Regions from separate parts of the Sus scrofa genome. Here region 2 is linked to region 1. A link is a contact called in public Hi-C data. All regions are on one chromosome and are shown on one strand. Each heading gives the region's core, a stretch centred on a gene start, on an enhancer-like site or on the middle of the called end of the contact. The rest is flanking DNA. Distances are from core to core; before and after follow the strand shown. Region 1 overlaps WWTR1 (WW domain-containing transcription regulator protein 1). Region 2 holds the start of COMMD2 (COMM domain-containing protein 2).

Region 1 (7,469 bases), core at 2,273-4,772:
GGTGGCATATGGAGTTCCTGGGCCAGGGATCAGATCTGAGCCAAAGTTGCAACCTAAGCCACAGCTGCTGCAACAGCAGATCTTAACCCACTGTGCCCGGCCAGGGATCGAGTCTGCTTCCCAGTGCTCCGAAGACGTTGCTGATCCCACAGTGGGAACTCCATGACTCAAAATTTATATGTCTGTTTTACATCACTGCAATTTGTTTTTCTTGCAAAGAAAGAGTTGATCCTTCTTCTCCTTCCCCTCTTTAAATCTAGAATTTTGGTCTTTTCAATGGAATATATCTGATAGGTAAGTGAACTTAAATGATGAGTCCTCTTCACTGATAGGTCTTTATGTACATATGAAAATGATGTCAAAATACAGTGAACATTACTGTCAGGTGATGGAATTAGTACCTTTTATAAGCTAGAGCTGTTGTATAAGCAGTGGCATAGCAATATATCTTCTTATATTTTGATTCTACATTTTTCTGTAGGTTAGAGACAGGGACTTGGGAGTTAGACTGTCAGAATTTGTATCTTGGCTCTGCTAATTGGTGACCCCGCTAAATTATGTAATTATGTCTCAGTTTCCATAGCTGTAAAGTGGGATTATTTTTATGGTGTGAGGAGGTTGTATGAGTTTATAAGTAAAGTGTGTAGATCTCTTCTTGGTACATAATGAACCATGTGGAAAGAAAAGTTTTATTTTATATTTTATTTAATTATAGAATGTTAGATTTGAAGACAGTTTTATCATTCATCATAAAAGCTCTCAACAACAAACAAAGGAGATTTATCTTAGGCTGGTCAGAGTGCAAATTGCTTTAAATTAGGAATATGAGGAGTTCTCGTTGTGGGTCAGCGGAAGTGAATCTGACCAGTATCCATGAGGATGCAGGTTCAATCCCCGGCCTCACTCAGTTGGTTCAGGATCCAGCATTGCTGTGAAGCTGTGGTATAGGTCGTAGACTTGGCTAGGATCTGGCGTTGCTGTCACTGTGGTGTAGGCTGACAGCTGCATCTCCAATTGGACCCCTAGCCTGGGAATCTCCATATGCTGGGGGTGCGGCCCAAAAAAGAAAAGAAAAATTAATTAGGAACTTAGTTTTTTACTTTCAATGAGGATAGCACCCCCTGGTGGAGATGTTTTAGTCCCCCACCCCTTCCCTCAGATACTTCTTGTCAGTGGATATCTTATTTTTTTCAGTAGCTCTTTTCCTGAAATGTGGGCTGTAAGTCATATTATATTTTAATTGGGAGAGAAGAGACCCATCACTTAAAGGCATCCTGGAGTGAGTGACTTTGTGAAGGTCTCTTTGTGAGTGATCTTGCGAGCATATTTTTGTCAGGCTGCTCAGAATCTAGTGAAAAGGCACCTGTCTCTCAGTAGGACAGTAGATTTGTTGTGTCTAAACTCTCTTTTCAGATTCTGAAGTGAAATGAAATAGCCTCTGGAGGGATTATTTCAAATAGCCATCTCAAGCTTGGTCTAATTTTGTTTATTTATTTTTATTTTTATTTGTTTTTTGCTTTTTAGGGCCACACAGGTGGCATGTGGAGGTTCCCAGGCTAAGGGTCAATTTGGAGCTACAGCTGCTGGCCTACACTACAGCCACAACAATGTGGGATCTGAGCCGCATCTGTGACCTAGCTTATGGCAATGCTGGGTCCTTAACCCACTGAGCAAGGCCAGGGATCGAACCTGCAACCTCATGGTTCCTAGTTGGATTTGTTTCTGCTGCTCCACAACAGGAGATTGGTCTAATTTTTAACTGAGATCTTTGTTTTTGTATTTACCAAATGAGGTTGTCTTTCGGGTTTTATCCAATTCAATTCTGTCTGAGCAAATTGGTCACCTTTGAGTCTGAGTCCCTAGCGATACACAGTGAATGGAAGGGGAGAGGAAGGTCTTGGAGAACTTTGGATAGTGCAGAGGAGAGCTTACTGGGTGGAATTCTATACCTATGAAAGTTGATATTTTTTCATAATACTACTACTCAGAGTCTCATGTCTTTTAAGTGGGTTGTTGGTATGACTAATTACTATTTAAAGCCACTACAGGGGAGTTCCTGTTGTGGCTTGGCAGAAACGAATCTGACTTGTATCCATGAGGACATGGATTTGATCCCTGGCCTTGCTCAGTGGGTTAAGGATCCAGCATTGCCATAAGCTGTGGTGTAGGTAGCAGACACAGCTCAGATCCCAAGTTGCTATGGCTTGGTGGAAGCTGGCAGCTGCAGCTCCGATTTGAACCCTAGCCTGGGAACCTCCATATGCTGCAGATGTGGCCCTAAAAAAGACGGAAAAAAAAAAAAGCCACTAAATTTTTTTGGAGGAGTGGGAAAAAAATGAAACAAACAAACAAACAAAAGGATTCTGAGTTCCCTGGTGGCACAACCAGTTAATGATGCAGTGTTGTTACTGCTGTGGTGAGGGTTCATCCCCTGGTCTGGAAATTTATGCATGCTGTGGGCACAGCCCAAAAGAAAAAAAGGACTCTACACAGGCATATTATAGTGTATAAAACAATGGGCTTGGGGAAAATGGAACCTGCTAAGGAAATCAGTTAGGTTGTTAGGGTGGTGATGGGGGTGGGTTGGAGAGTCGGAACCTTTTTGGTTAATGGGAAGCCTTGGAGTCAAAACAGTTTCTCTTGGGCTTAACATGGGTCTCATTTTCCTTATTTGTAGTAGGTGATGATGATAGTCTTTCCCCCATGAAATTTGTTTTGAGTAGTTAGGTAGTCCATGCCTTGGTACCTGGCATAGAGAAAGCCCCCAAAGAAATGGATTTTTATAACTATTATAATTAGTTGGTAGCTTGGTTTTTCCTCACTTTTCTGGTCCCTGTGTGGTGGGAGGAAGAGCCTGTGGTGTGTGCCATTAGGAAGCCGTCCTCCTCCTCCTCCCTCAGGAAAACCCAGCCTCGCATCCTGCAACTGTGATCTTTCCGACGTTTGCTTACATGTTGCAAAAATCACCTTTAACCCCAGCTAGCAAGCACAGTGAGTTTGGGCAGAGAAGGTTCACTTAGAAACTTCTCCCTCTGCAAGCATGACAACATCAAAGTGTTCCCATTTCTCAGCACAACAGTACTGACCTTGTGCAATAACTTCACATCTCTCCAGAAGTTCCCGTCGTAGCTCAGTGGTAATGAACCTGACGGGTATCCATGAGGATGTGGGTTCCATCCCTGGCCTTGCTCAGTGGGTGAGGGATCCTGCATTGCTGTGAGCTGTGGTATAGGTTGAAGACGCAGCTTGGATCTGGCATTGCTGTGGTTGTGGCATAGACTGGCAGCTAAAGCTGACTTGACCCCTAGCTTGGGAACCCCTAGTGCTGTGGGTGTGGCCCTAAAAAGACAAAAAACAAACAAACAAGCAAACAAAAGCAAAACAAAACCTCTCCATATTTTAAAATGTTTTCAACCAGAGAAAGTAACAATTTTGCCTTTTCAGTGATAATCCTGGCGATCATAAACCATGGTGTGCTGGGCCCTGTCACACATTAACGGGCCTCTTTGTTGGAACAAGGTCCCAACCTGGGGTGCCAGTCTCCTCCCAGACAGGACAGGAAAAATAAAGACTGTGTAACAACTTCACCAGACTGCCAGCCCTAGCCAGTTTAGAAACTTCTGGTAAAGTGCAGCCAGAGTGTATTTTTAATGCTATAGGAATTTTTAAAATATCACACACTCACACACACACTCCCCCTTTGAAGATGTGCCATCCACCAAGCCAGAGTCTCTCCTCCGGGTCTGTCTTGATCTGTATTTCAAATTATAAGCACATGTGTGGTTGTCTTGCTGTCTTTTTTTCTTTTTCTTTTTTACAGGGTATGCTTTTCAAGACAAGATGGAAAAATCTTGTCTTTGCTCAGTTTGCAAAGTTGGCTCATTCATCCCTCTAGGAAGTGTACAAAGACACTTGAAGACATTTTATCAAAAGCAAATAAAATAGCTAAGGGACACCTCAGCCGGGTGTTGTTGGAAGCCTGTAGAAAGGTATCCTGAAAGTTTGCTGAAAGTCAGATTTATATGTAGGCCATCTTAATATTTCCTTTTCCCAGTAGTTTTTTTTCTGATAAAATTTATGTGGTGAGTTTGTGGCAGACACATCTGGCTACCGTGATTTTTCCAGCTCCAATGGTCTCACTGCTTTTTGAACTTTGTGGTTTCTGCAGCATAAATTAGCCTAACACACACAAGCACATACACACAGAAACCCAGAGACAAACTGTAAAACCTCCACTTAAGGGGCAGGGTGGGAGTGATGGGTAGGATTGCTGTAGTGGAAAATGGTTCTTTATGGAAAAAAAGGAAGACTGGTGGGCACAGGCAAAAGGGGGTGTTCTAGATTAAAAATTTTTTTTTTCTTGATTAAAAAAAGAGAGAACAGGGAGTTCCTCTTGTGGCTCAGTGGGTTAAGAACCCGACATAGTGTCTATGAGGATACGGGTTTGATCCTGGCCTCGTTCAGTGGGTTAGGGATCTGGCTCTGGTGTTAACATAAGCAGCCATGTAGAATAAATGTATTGAGCAAATCAATTATGTATTTTTAGATATTGATAGTGATTATAGTAAGACTTTTGAATTGGAGGTGGTCCCCTTAATTTTCTCTGTAATATGGTGATATTAGTTTTATAATAGCCAAAAGGGGCAAAAAAGGAGAACCATTGGTGTCTTGAGCTTTCTTTATGGTGGGAGAGGAGGGTGGGGTGTTGGGAAGAAGGCTCCAGGCCCTGTGCAGTGTAGACAAAGCCATGAATTGTCAAGCTTCTGCAGCTGACCCAGTCTGCCTTGGCAAACAAGTCATTTTCTAGTCTCTAAGATCAGTGTTTCTTCAAGTGGGGGTCCATGCCTAGCACAGGGTGGATCCATTTGACCATTTGTTAACCATACATCTTCCAAGTCTAGTAGCCTAATTGCTCCTGAAAGAATGGTCAAGGGCAGCTACTGGGAGGAATGTTGCCTGGACCCCAACCCTGGGGAATTCTGCCTCAGACCCTGTAGGGGGCCTGGGAACGAGCACCGTTTTCAAAGGCTCAGATGGCTGTGGTCATCTGTCGGGTATGGGAACGCCACAGAACTGTGCTTTAGCACCGTGATTGGAGAACGCCATCATGATCACTGGCAGTAACCCACTCAGAAATCCAGCCTTTAACTTGAGTGACCTGAAAAGAAGTGGCCAAGGAGTGAGGCTTCTGTAGGCCCGAACCCCTGAAAAATTCTGGAGGGGGGCCTCTTATCCCAAATAAGTGCAGAGCCTCTTCGGAAAGAGGTAAAGGCCAGGTCACGGTTTTCCTTAGTTCCTTCTTTGTGTGCATGACTTTCATGTACTAATTTATTTCTAATGATGTCTAATCTCTTCACCAAGCTTTGGGCCTCTGTTGAGAGTTTTAAAAGTAATTTGGACAGTTTCAGTACTCTCGGTGGGCTGACTTCCAGTAGTTTGCCCCCAGAAACGTCCTTGCTGTGCAGAATTGCACCCAGTTAAAGTTTTAGGCAGAGGGGTTCTGGGATGGTTTGTCATTCAGCCACTTGTTCCAAATTGGTAAGTGTCAAGTGACATTTGGACAGTTTGCTTTGATCTCCTCCTGGGGGCTTCTGGTGATGGAGTCCCTGCTTGTGTGTGATCATTACCTCTCCCACCCCGTATCAACGGGACAATTGATTTCTCCTTCCTCTCTGGAAGTCTAAATTTATTCCCTGGGTGTTTTGCAGTTGCTGGTGGTCAGGGACAGCTGTTCTACCGCGCTTGACTCTGAATAATTCTCCGTGATGAAGTCAGCAAAATAATACCATAAAAGATGCTGGGAAAACAAAAGCCTTCATGGTCTTTTCTCATTAAGTGTTTTGAAGACAGGAAGATCATCCCCTCTCCCTGGTTTAAAAAAATAAATAAATAAAGACAGGAAGAAATAAGATTCTAAAACATATTTGAGGCAGCAAGATTCAAGTATGTTATTTTCCCCCATATAATATAATTACTATTTGGTCATTTTAGAAAATGCTAATCAGCAAAAAATGAGAAAATAAGAAACACTCTCATCTGACCATTCTAAGTCACACTAACATTGACATCTGGGAGTTCCCGTCATGGGGCAGCAGAAACAAATCCAACTAGGAACCATGAGGTTGCGGGTTCAATCCCTGGCCTTGCTCAGTGGGTTGAGGATCTGGCATTCCCGTGAGCTGTGGTGTGGGTCGAAGACGTGGCTCAGATCTGGCGTTGCTGTGGCTGTGGTGTAGGCCGGTGGCTGTAGCTCCGATTGGACCCCTGGCCTGGGAACCTCCATGTGCCGCAGGTGCTGCCCCAGAGAGACAAAAAGACAAAAAAAAAAAAAAAAAAAAAAACCAAAACACATTTACATACTCTCCTATATTTGTCTTTTTTCAATACAAATGTAAACAAAAAAGTTTGGTGAATTCTCGGTTCTTTTTTTGTAGCCTGCTTTTTTCATTTAATGTATTATGAGCATCTTTAGATTGATAAATATTTTTCAATTCATTGTTTTTATTGGAAAAGTAACACAAACATGGCAAAATATACAAACAGTTCTCAAGAGTATTCATGAGAAGTCAGTCTCCTTCACACCAGGACCCTGGCCTTTCTCTCCTTCCCAGCGAATCCACTAATGCCAGCTTCCTCAGTACAGTCATGCCTCATACCCAGTTGAGCATAGGGGATTGGTTTCAGGGCCCCTGCAGATACCAAAAGTAGAGGATGCTCAACTCCCTTATGCAGTACAGTCTGCCCTCCATATCTATGGGTTCCACATCTGCAGATTCAGTTTCAATCCATGGTTGGTGGACTCTGCAGATGTGGATCCTGCAAATACAGGGGTGCCATCAATATTCTAGAAATGCTCTACAGACACAGATGTGTGTTTGGATATATATGCCTCTTTAAAACTTAACATATCTTAGGGAGCTTTATAAATTAGTACTTTATAGGAATTCCCTGATGGCTCAGTGGGTTAAGGATTTGATGTTGTCACTGCTGTGGCTCAGGTCGCTGCTGTGACATAGGTTTGATCCCTGGCCTGGGAACTTCTGCATGCCACAGGCAGGGCCAAGAAGAAAAAAGAATTGGTACTTATAGATGTATTTATTCTTTGTTAGTAGTAAATAATATTCCACTCTATTGATGTACAGTAATTTATTCAACCAGTCCCCTATGTTTGATATTTAGGGTTTTTGCTGATTGTTTGCTGTTATTAACCAGTGCTACAATGTGCATGCCTGTATGTAAATCCTTGTGTCACATGCTGTTTATGTATAGGACTATTTTGCAGAGGTGGAATTCCTGGCAAAGGTTATGTGCCTTTAAAGTTTTAATAGGAGTTCCCATTGTGGCTCAGCAGAAACGAATCTGACTGGCATCCATGAGGACACAGGTTCAATCCCTGACCTTACTCAGTGGGTTAAGGATCCGGCATTGCCATGAGCTGTGGTGTAGGTCACAGACACAGCTCGGATCTG
Region 2 (7,469 bases), core at 1,367-3,866, 170 kb before region 1:
GATACTATTTCACTTATCATTAAAACACAACCAAGGAAATGCCTGGTGCAAAGATTCTGGGGCTAGAATGCCTAAGAAGGAGAAAGAAATATGGGGCATTATGAGGGAAAAGAAAGGTGGATGAGGTAGAGGATGATAAGAAAAGAACATGAGAGGACAACTGATATCAAGCCTTGTTCCCTGTCAGAAACAACTGAAAGTATGCAAAGTATTTATTCTTTACCATATTACCCCAAGTAAGATAGCATTCAGTAACATTAAAGTCTTATTTTCTTATATTATTAAACAGTTGTAAAGCATTATTATCAACATAGACAGGATACCAAGAGACATTTATTCTGAGCCTGAATCTTATTGAAATCAAAGTTAATTGTCATCTTCTCTTTGCTCCAGGTCATATGTAAATCACTTAGGTATTACCACTCATCACACTGTACTGAAATTACTTGACTGTTTCCTTCACTTTACTCTCATCTCCTAGAGGGCAAAGACCTTGTTTTATTCATCTTCAAATTGACAAGGCATAGCATATGCTTAAGCCTCTGATTAATTGCTCTATAAATATTTGTTTAAGTAAATGAATAGATTTTAGGATGATTGTGCACACAGAATTCTCAATGACTTGTGCATACAAAATCTGCTCCTATAAAATATAAATGTTTCAGTTTACAAATCATTAATTTGCTTCATCAAAATCAATTTCTTAATATAATTTTATTAATTCATCTGAGCATCATAGCAGCCCTGCATGGCACAGAAAGACAGTCATCATTAAAAAACCCATTTTACATATGAAGAGGCTAAATTTATAACATATAAAAACAACTTATCAGAGGCCCTCTAGGTAGTCAGTGTCAGAGCCAGATTTGGAATATATACTTTCAATTTTTTACTCAGGTAATTACCTCTGAACAACTACATGACACCTGGTAATGGAAAATCACTCTATACCTTATCCTAGGGATATGTAGAGGGGCTGATTTCCCCTAGCTATAACTTGAATTTCTGACTACTGTCCTTGACCAACCCATTCTGTTAATCCTTATTTCCTACCTTCATTCTCCCCTCATCACTCCCAATTCAGTCCTTGAAATCACAGGGAAGAAATGCTATATCATATTGGCATAATATTATACCCATTTGTAGACTCAATTCAGCATTCCTTATTCCCCATACAATGGGAATTTTCTCAATGCACAAACAAAACCTTCTTCAGAAAATGCCATTTTTGGAGTTCCCGTCATGGCTCAGTGGTTAACGAATCCAACTAGGAACCATGAGGTTGCGGGTTCGATTCCTGGCCTTGCTCAGTGGGTTAAGGATCCGGTGTTGCCGTGAGCTGTGGTGTGGGTTGCAGGATCGGCTCAGATCTGGTATTGCTGTGGCTGTAGCGTAGGCTGGAGGCTACAGCTCCGATTGGACTCCTAGCCTGGGAACCTTCATATGCCTCAGGTGCGCCCGTAGAAAAGACAAAAAGTCAAAAAAAAAAAAAAAAGCCATTTTTGCTTATCTGCAACTTATAGTCTAAGTAAAAATTGTGCTCTCTCTGCAAATGCTCTTCAAGACCTAACAAGATTAAGGACCTGCCTTTCTATACCCCAGTGGAGGAGACAATTTCAGTTTCAGTCAGATGTGAGGGATGAGGTAGACACAGAGAGCAGAGCTAAAAAAAAAAAAAAAAAAAAAAAAAAAACTCTTCCAACGTTCACTTCTGCTCAGGAGACTTGAAGTATAGAAAGCTGTCTCAATCCTTAGATATAACCACAGATGTGAAGTCTCTCTTTTCCCCTACCCTTTCCGCCATCAAGAGGGTGATATTTGAAGAGTCACATTCCTATCGATGAGCAATTCTGTAGTGTAGTTTCTTATATTTAAAACCACAGCAGATGGGAAGAGTGAGTTGGGAAAGGAACTGAATTCTCACACTATCCTCAACACATGACATTAAAGAGAAGCATAGTCATTGGCCTACTTTCTTCCTCATCTTTATCAAGTTCTGATACAAACCTGTTACAAACCTTCAGCTTTCAGCCTGCTGTGTAGAATGATGAATTTTGGAGCATGTGATCAAGGGATCTGACCTTCTTTCAGCTCTGTCACTGGCTTATAACGTAATCTTTGGAGCTTCGATTCTTCATCTGAACAAATGATATCCCACGCTGTAAAAACGATCCACCTGTACAAACAATGCCATGGCTACTGAGCGCATTAAATGAGATAGATCAATATAACATACACAAAAACTCCGTGGAAACTAATAACTCTATAAAAGTTACTTTCAGTTGCTTGGCCTGTCTCGCAGTTTCCTTTTCATCTAAAGGGAACAATAATGGTACTTACCTCATAAGGTTCTTGGGAACTCTAAATAAGTTAATATATGTAAAGAACATTTCCTGACATAGTACTTAATGTTAGCGATTGACCTTATTAATGTAAGCGCCACAAGGGGGCGTGTCGAATTTTAAACTTCTCTTCATCCTCCACAGAGCCTAGCATCCTGCGCCCAGCAGAGGACCTCTCATTTGAGAACAGAAGAACCCTCTGATCCCAGTATGCACCGCGGCAGAAGTTTGCGAGTAGGACTGCCGAAAGCCGGAACTCAAAGCTCGGGGACGCTGAGGCGCCGGAGTCTCTTTACGTTTGGACAGAAGGCCCGGAAGTGGCGAGGGCGGGGATAGTGCTGCGGGTTGAAATCCGCATACCGGTGAAGATGCTGCTTGACCTGTCCGAGGAACATAAGGAGCATCTTGCCTTCCTGCCGCAAGTGGACAGCGCAGGTCAAGGGCGAGGCGGCAGAGGGTGGTGCTCTGCGCTTTGGGGAGGGGATCGGTGTCGTGGGGCGGGGGGAACCTCACGGTCTCCTGGCTTCCGTTGCAGTGGTCGCCGAGTTTGGGCGAATTGCGGTGGAGTTCCTGAGGCGAGGCTCGAACCCCAAGATCTACGAAGGCGCTGCGAGTAAGAAAGGGAAAGGTGCAACCTTGCAAACTGCGCGGGGAAGTGCGGGCCGTTTTCTGTTGCCCTGGAGACGAAAGGATTATTGAGAATCTAAGGGTTTATTCCCGTTGTAGCAGAATAAAACAGAAAGGCTCTTCCGTTAGGGCGCAAATCCTGCCGGTCCTCTAAGTATTGTTTTTTAAAGCTTGTATTAAGTCGATTTCATCAGGTGTAAATAGACATACCATCTGCCAGAGTTACCGTTGCTTAAACGCACCCAAGTGTGTGGAATCGATGGGTGAACCATAAATATGCAAGTGTTTAGTTATTATTAGGTTTTTTAAATTTTTTACTAAAGTATAATTGATTTACAATGTTACGTCAACCTCTGCTGTACAGCAAAGTGACCCAATTATGTATTTTCTTTTTCTCATGTTTTCTTCCATCATGTTCTAGCACAAGTGATTGGATATAGTTCTCTGTGCTGTGTGGCAGGACCTCATTGCTTATCCATTCTAAGTGTAATAATTTGCATCTGCTAACCACAAACTCCTGCTCCATCCCATTCCCTCCATTCCCACCCGTGGCAATCACAAGTCTATTCTCCATGTCTGTGAGTCTGTTTTTGTTCGTAGGTAGGTTCATCTGTACCATATTTTAGCTTCCACATATAAGGGATATCACATAGTATTTGTCTTTCACTTTTTGACTTAGTATAAGAATCTCTAATTGCATCCATGTTGCTACAAATGGCATTATTTCATTCTTTTTTATGACTGAGTAGTATTTCATTGTGTGTATGTCACACATCTTCCTAATCCATTCATCTGTCGATGGACATTTAGGTTGATTCCATGTCTTGGATATTGTGAATTGTGCTGCTATGAACATAGGGGTGCATTATCTTTTTTAATTATAGTTTTTCAGGATATATACCCAGGAGTGGGTTATTATTAATTGTTCAAACATCTGCTTTTGCTGAAGTATTCCTTCCTGCCTCCCCCTACCCCGCACCCAGAGGAAGGGTGGTTTCTGACATTGTCCCTTCTGCCAGGCTTGAAGTAGCTGTGCACTCAAGAGAAGGACTATGCGCCTGGTATTGTCTTCACAGGTTTGCATTTTGTAAAGAAAGTTATGTGGTGGGAAATACAGAAGGCATTTGACTGGGAGTGGAGAATGAACAGCCTCCTAAATGAACAGGAGGCTGTTACTAACTCATATTTTACTGCAGTCTTTGAAAACATGGAATAACAGATAATATTTATTCTTAAGAGTTTGAATAAACGAGTAAATGCCACATATTTTACTTGCTCACTTTTCCTGTTTTTCAGGAAAACTTGGTGTGAGTAGTGACACTGTACAGCATGGTGTGGAAGGATTAATATACCTCCTCACTGAAAGCTCAAAGCTCATGGTAAGGGATTCTATGGACTGTTTTGTATTACCTAGATCTTAAGAAGGCTCAGTGTACCTTTTTTTTTTTTTTTTGTCTTTTTGCCTTTTCTAGGGCCACTCCCGTGGCATATGGAGGTTTCCAGGCTAGGGCTCTAATTAGAGCTGTAGCTGCTGGCCTACACCACAGCCACAGCAATGTGGGATCCGACTGCATCTTCAACCTACACCACAGCACACGGCAACGCTGGATCCTTAACCCACTGAGCAAGGCCAGGGATGGAACCCACAACCTCGTGATTCCTCGACGGGAACTCCAGACTCAGTGTACTTTACATCTGTCCTGGCAGGATCTACCTATTTCAGTAAGGTTACTGGTTTATAATTGATTTAGTGAAGTTATACCTAAACAATCTGACTATAAGTTGATCTGCTGGTATGAAAACCTTTTGTTAGTATAAATTAGAATTGCCTCTAATTTTGCATGCTATTAACCATATACTATAGTATATATCCTAAGATGAGGGAGAATAAAATGATTTAATTTTTTGTATATTATCAGTTTCTGGCTTGTTGGAGAATAGGAGAGAAAACTGGGCATTTTAGCAATTCTGTTTATACTTTAATAAAGTATTTTTCCCATTTTTTAAAAAGTATTACCTTCCCCTTCCTTATTACTAGCTTAGGGATCTTGTACCAGTCTTTATTTCTACATGTTCTTAATAGAAAAAATATTTGAAAAACTACAGCTGGCTACATGGGGCTTAACTTAATTATTCATTCTAGTGTTTCTTTAACTTACCTTTCTGTAAAAATCACGAGTGACCCTTGTTAGCAGAGATTCCTGATTCCTACCTCAAACCTACTGAGTCATGCTTTCCAGAGGAGGGGCTTGAGAATTAATGTTTTTCCAAGATGCTTCAGGTGATTTTTAAGATCAGGTAAATTTGGGAACCTACACTAGAGGCTCAGCATTTTGATAGCACATCCTAATGCTGGAAGTGATTTGAGAGGTTTCCTAGAGTGTTACACTTAGAGGTGGTTCACAGCAAATGCCTTGTTCCATAAATCCATGTTCCATCAGTTAATATGGGAAACTCATTTTTGCTGCCCTCAGTGATCCTCTCTGGCCCTATCTAGAGCTCTCCCGGGCTGTTCTCCCCTCCTGATAATATATCTCTAGCCTCTTGCTCTTTGGCTTAGTTAAGTTGAATCTTCTGATAGATTACCTGGTGTGATTGGTCAGCTAACCTAACTGCCTGGCCCCAAGGACCATAAGCTTCTCCATAAAGGTACTGAGCCCATTTGTTTTGTTTAGCTCTGTCTTCCTAGCAGGAGATCTATCCCATAATAGGATCTCAGAAAATACTGTTGAAGGGATAAAATACCTAAGCCTTTGCTAATATAAACAGAAACAAGCCTAATGACATTAGCAAACTTGAAAAAGAAAAGGGTGGAATGCAGGAATTGGAAAAGAGCAAAGAAAGTAGAGTATTGGAATTCCTGTTGTGGCTCAGTGGTTAACGAACCCTACTAGTGTCCATGAGGACACAAGTTCGATCCCTGGCCTCACTCAGTGGGTTAAGGATCCTGAGTTGCCATGAGCTGTGGTGAGGGTGCAGACACAGCTCAGATTGCTGTACCTGTGGCGAAGGCTGCCAGCTACAGCTCTGATTTGACCCTTAGCTTGGGAACCTCTGTATGTCACAGGTGCAGCCCTAAAAAGAAAAAAAAAAAGAAAGAAAGTAGAGTGTTAAAGTGGCTGAAAGTGAGTACAATGAAACGAAGAGGAACAAAGATTGTGCTTTTTCTGCCCTTTCTCTACCTTTTTATTCCCTCTGCACTTCAGTCATCTAATAAGGGAGGAAAAGCAAGGCTGCTGATGGCAGCTTCCTTTTTTCCTATTGAAGGTCAATGCCACATTAGGTTTGCTTAGTCCCCAATAACTCTGTCCCATTGGAGAGCCAAATACTGTGGCTCCCTGCCCTTTTTCTTCCGTTCCATTTGCTCGCCAGATATGCAATTTCTTTATGTCTAGTCAGCATCTGAGTATCCCACTATGATTCACCCAAACTAGGAGCCCTTATCCTCTTACTAAGCCTTTTTTTTTTTTTTTTTTCACCGATTGGTTCCATTCACCCATTTCTTCCACCATCTACCCCCTGCCTATAGCAATCACCAGTCCATTCTCTGTATTTATGAGCTTGGTGTTTTTTGTCTTCTTTAGGGCTGAAGTTTCCAGGATAGGGGTCAAATTGGAACTACAGCTGCAGGCCTATAGCACAGCCAAAGCAACATAGGATCCAAGCAGCGTCTGTGACCTACACCACAGCTCATGGCAATGCTGGTTCCCCAACCTACTGATGGAGGCCGGGGATTGAACCTGCATCCTCACAGATACTAGTTGGATTTGTTTCTGCTGCACCACAATAGGACTCCTGATTTCATATTTTTTTATGGCTGGATAAATGTTCCATTGTATATATATGCCATAATCTATCCACTCAATGGACATTTAGTTCACTTCTATATCAGAGCCATTGTAAATAGTGCTTCAGTGAACATGGGGGTGCATATATCTTTTTGAGTTAGTGTTTTTGTTTTCTTTGGATAAATACCCAGAAGTGGAATCGCTAGTTCGTAAGGTGGTTGTGTTTTTAATTTTTTGATGAACCTCCATACTGGTTTCAATAGTGGCTGCACCAGTTGACATTCCTACCCATAGTGCACAAGAGTTCCCTTTTTCCCACATCTTACCAATATTTATTTCTTATCTTTTTGATAACAGCCATCCATTCTAGCAGGTATGAGGTGATATCTTATTGTGGTTTTGATATGCATTTCCCTGATGATTTATGATGTTGAGCATCTTTTCATGAACCTGTGGTCATCAGTATGTATTCTTTGGAAAATGTCTATTCAGATCTTCCACCCATTTTTTAATTGGATTATTTTGGTTTTTTACTATTGAGTTGTACTAGTTCTTTATATTTTTGGGATATTAACTCTTTATCAAATATATGATTTGCAAATATTTTCTCATTCAGTGACTTGTCTCTTATTGTGTTGATGCCCTCCATTGCTACGCAGAAGCTTTTTAATTTGAAATAGTCTCACTTGTTTATTTTTGCTTTTGTTGTCTA

What was found. Hi-C and Micro-C count contacts between places; a contact is called where the count stands out from the background.
Region 2: a contact with region 1 is called in a Hi-C map of liver, with 9 times the contacts expected there. The contact joins the promoter of COMMD2 here to the enhancer-like site in region 1. A contact is called at or near these places in 5 of 47 Hi-C or Micro-C datasets (embryonic fibroblasts, fibroblasts, liver and 1 more).

The regions. Positions count from the first base shown.
Region 1 is chr13:89,791,579-89,799,047 of Sscrofa11.1, reverse strand. All of the region lies in intron 4 of WWTR1 (WW domain-containing transcription regulator protein 1), which reads left to right. Among named protein-coding and RNA genes, the nearest start is that of TM4SF4, 94 kb to the right of the region's middle. Within about 2 kb of position 3,522, at least 5 of the 83 cell types and tissues checked have an H3K27ac peak or open chromatin away from gene starts, as enhancers often do. A contact at or near this core is called in liver, where this site is marked.
Region 2 is chr13:89,964,731-89,972,199 of Sscrofa11.1, reverse strand. COMMD2 (COMM domain-containing protein 2) reads left to right here and starts at 2,616. Exons shown (of 5, transcript XM_003132482.5): 1 at 2,616-2,777; 2 at 2,878-2,955; 3 at 4,266-4,348. The coding sequence starts at 2,711. LOC102162381 (a long non-coding RNA gene) reads right to left here and starts at 2,539. Exons shown (of 3, transcript XR_001299763.2): 1 at 2,341-2,539; 2 at 2,008-2,176.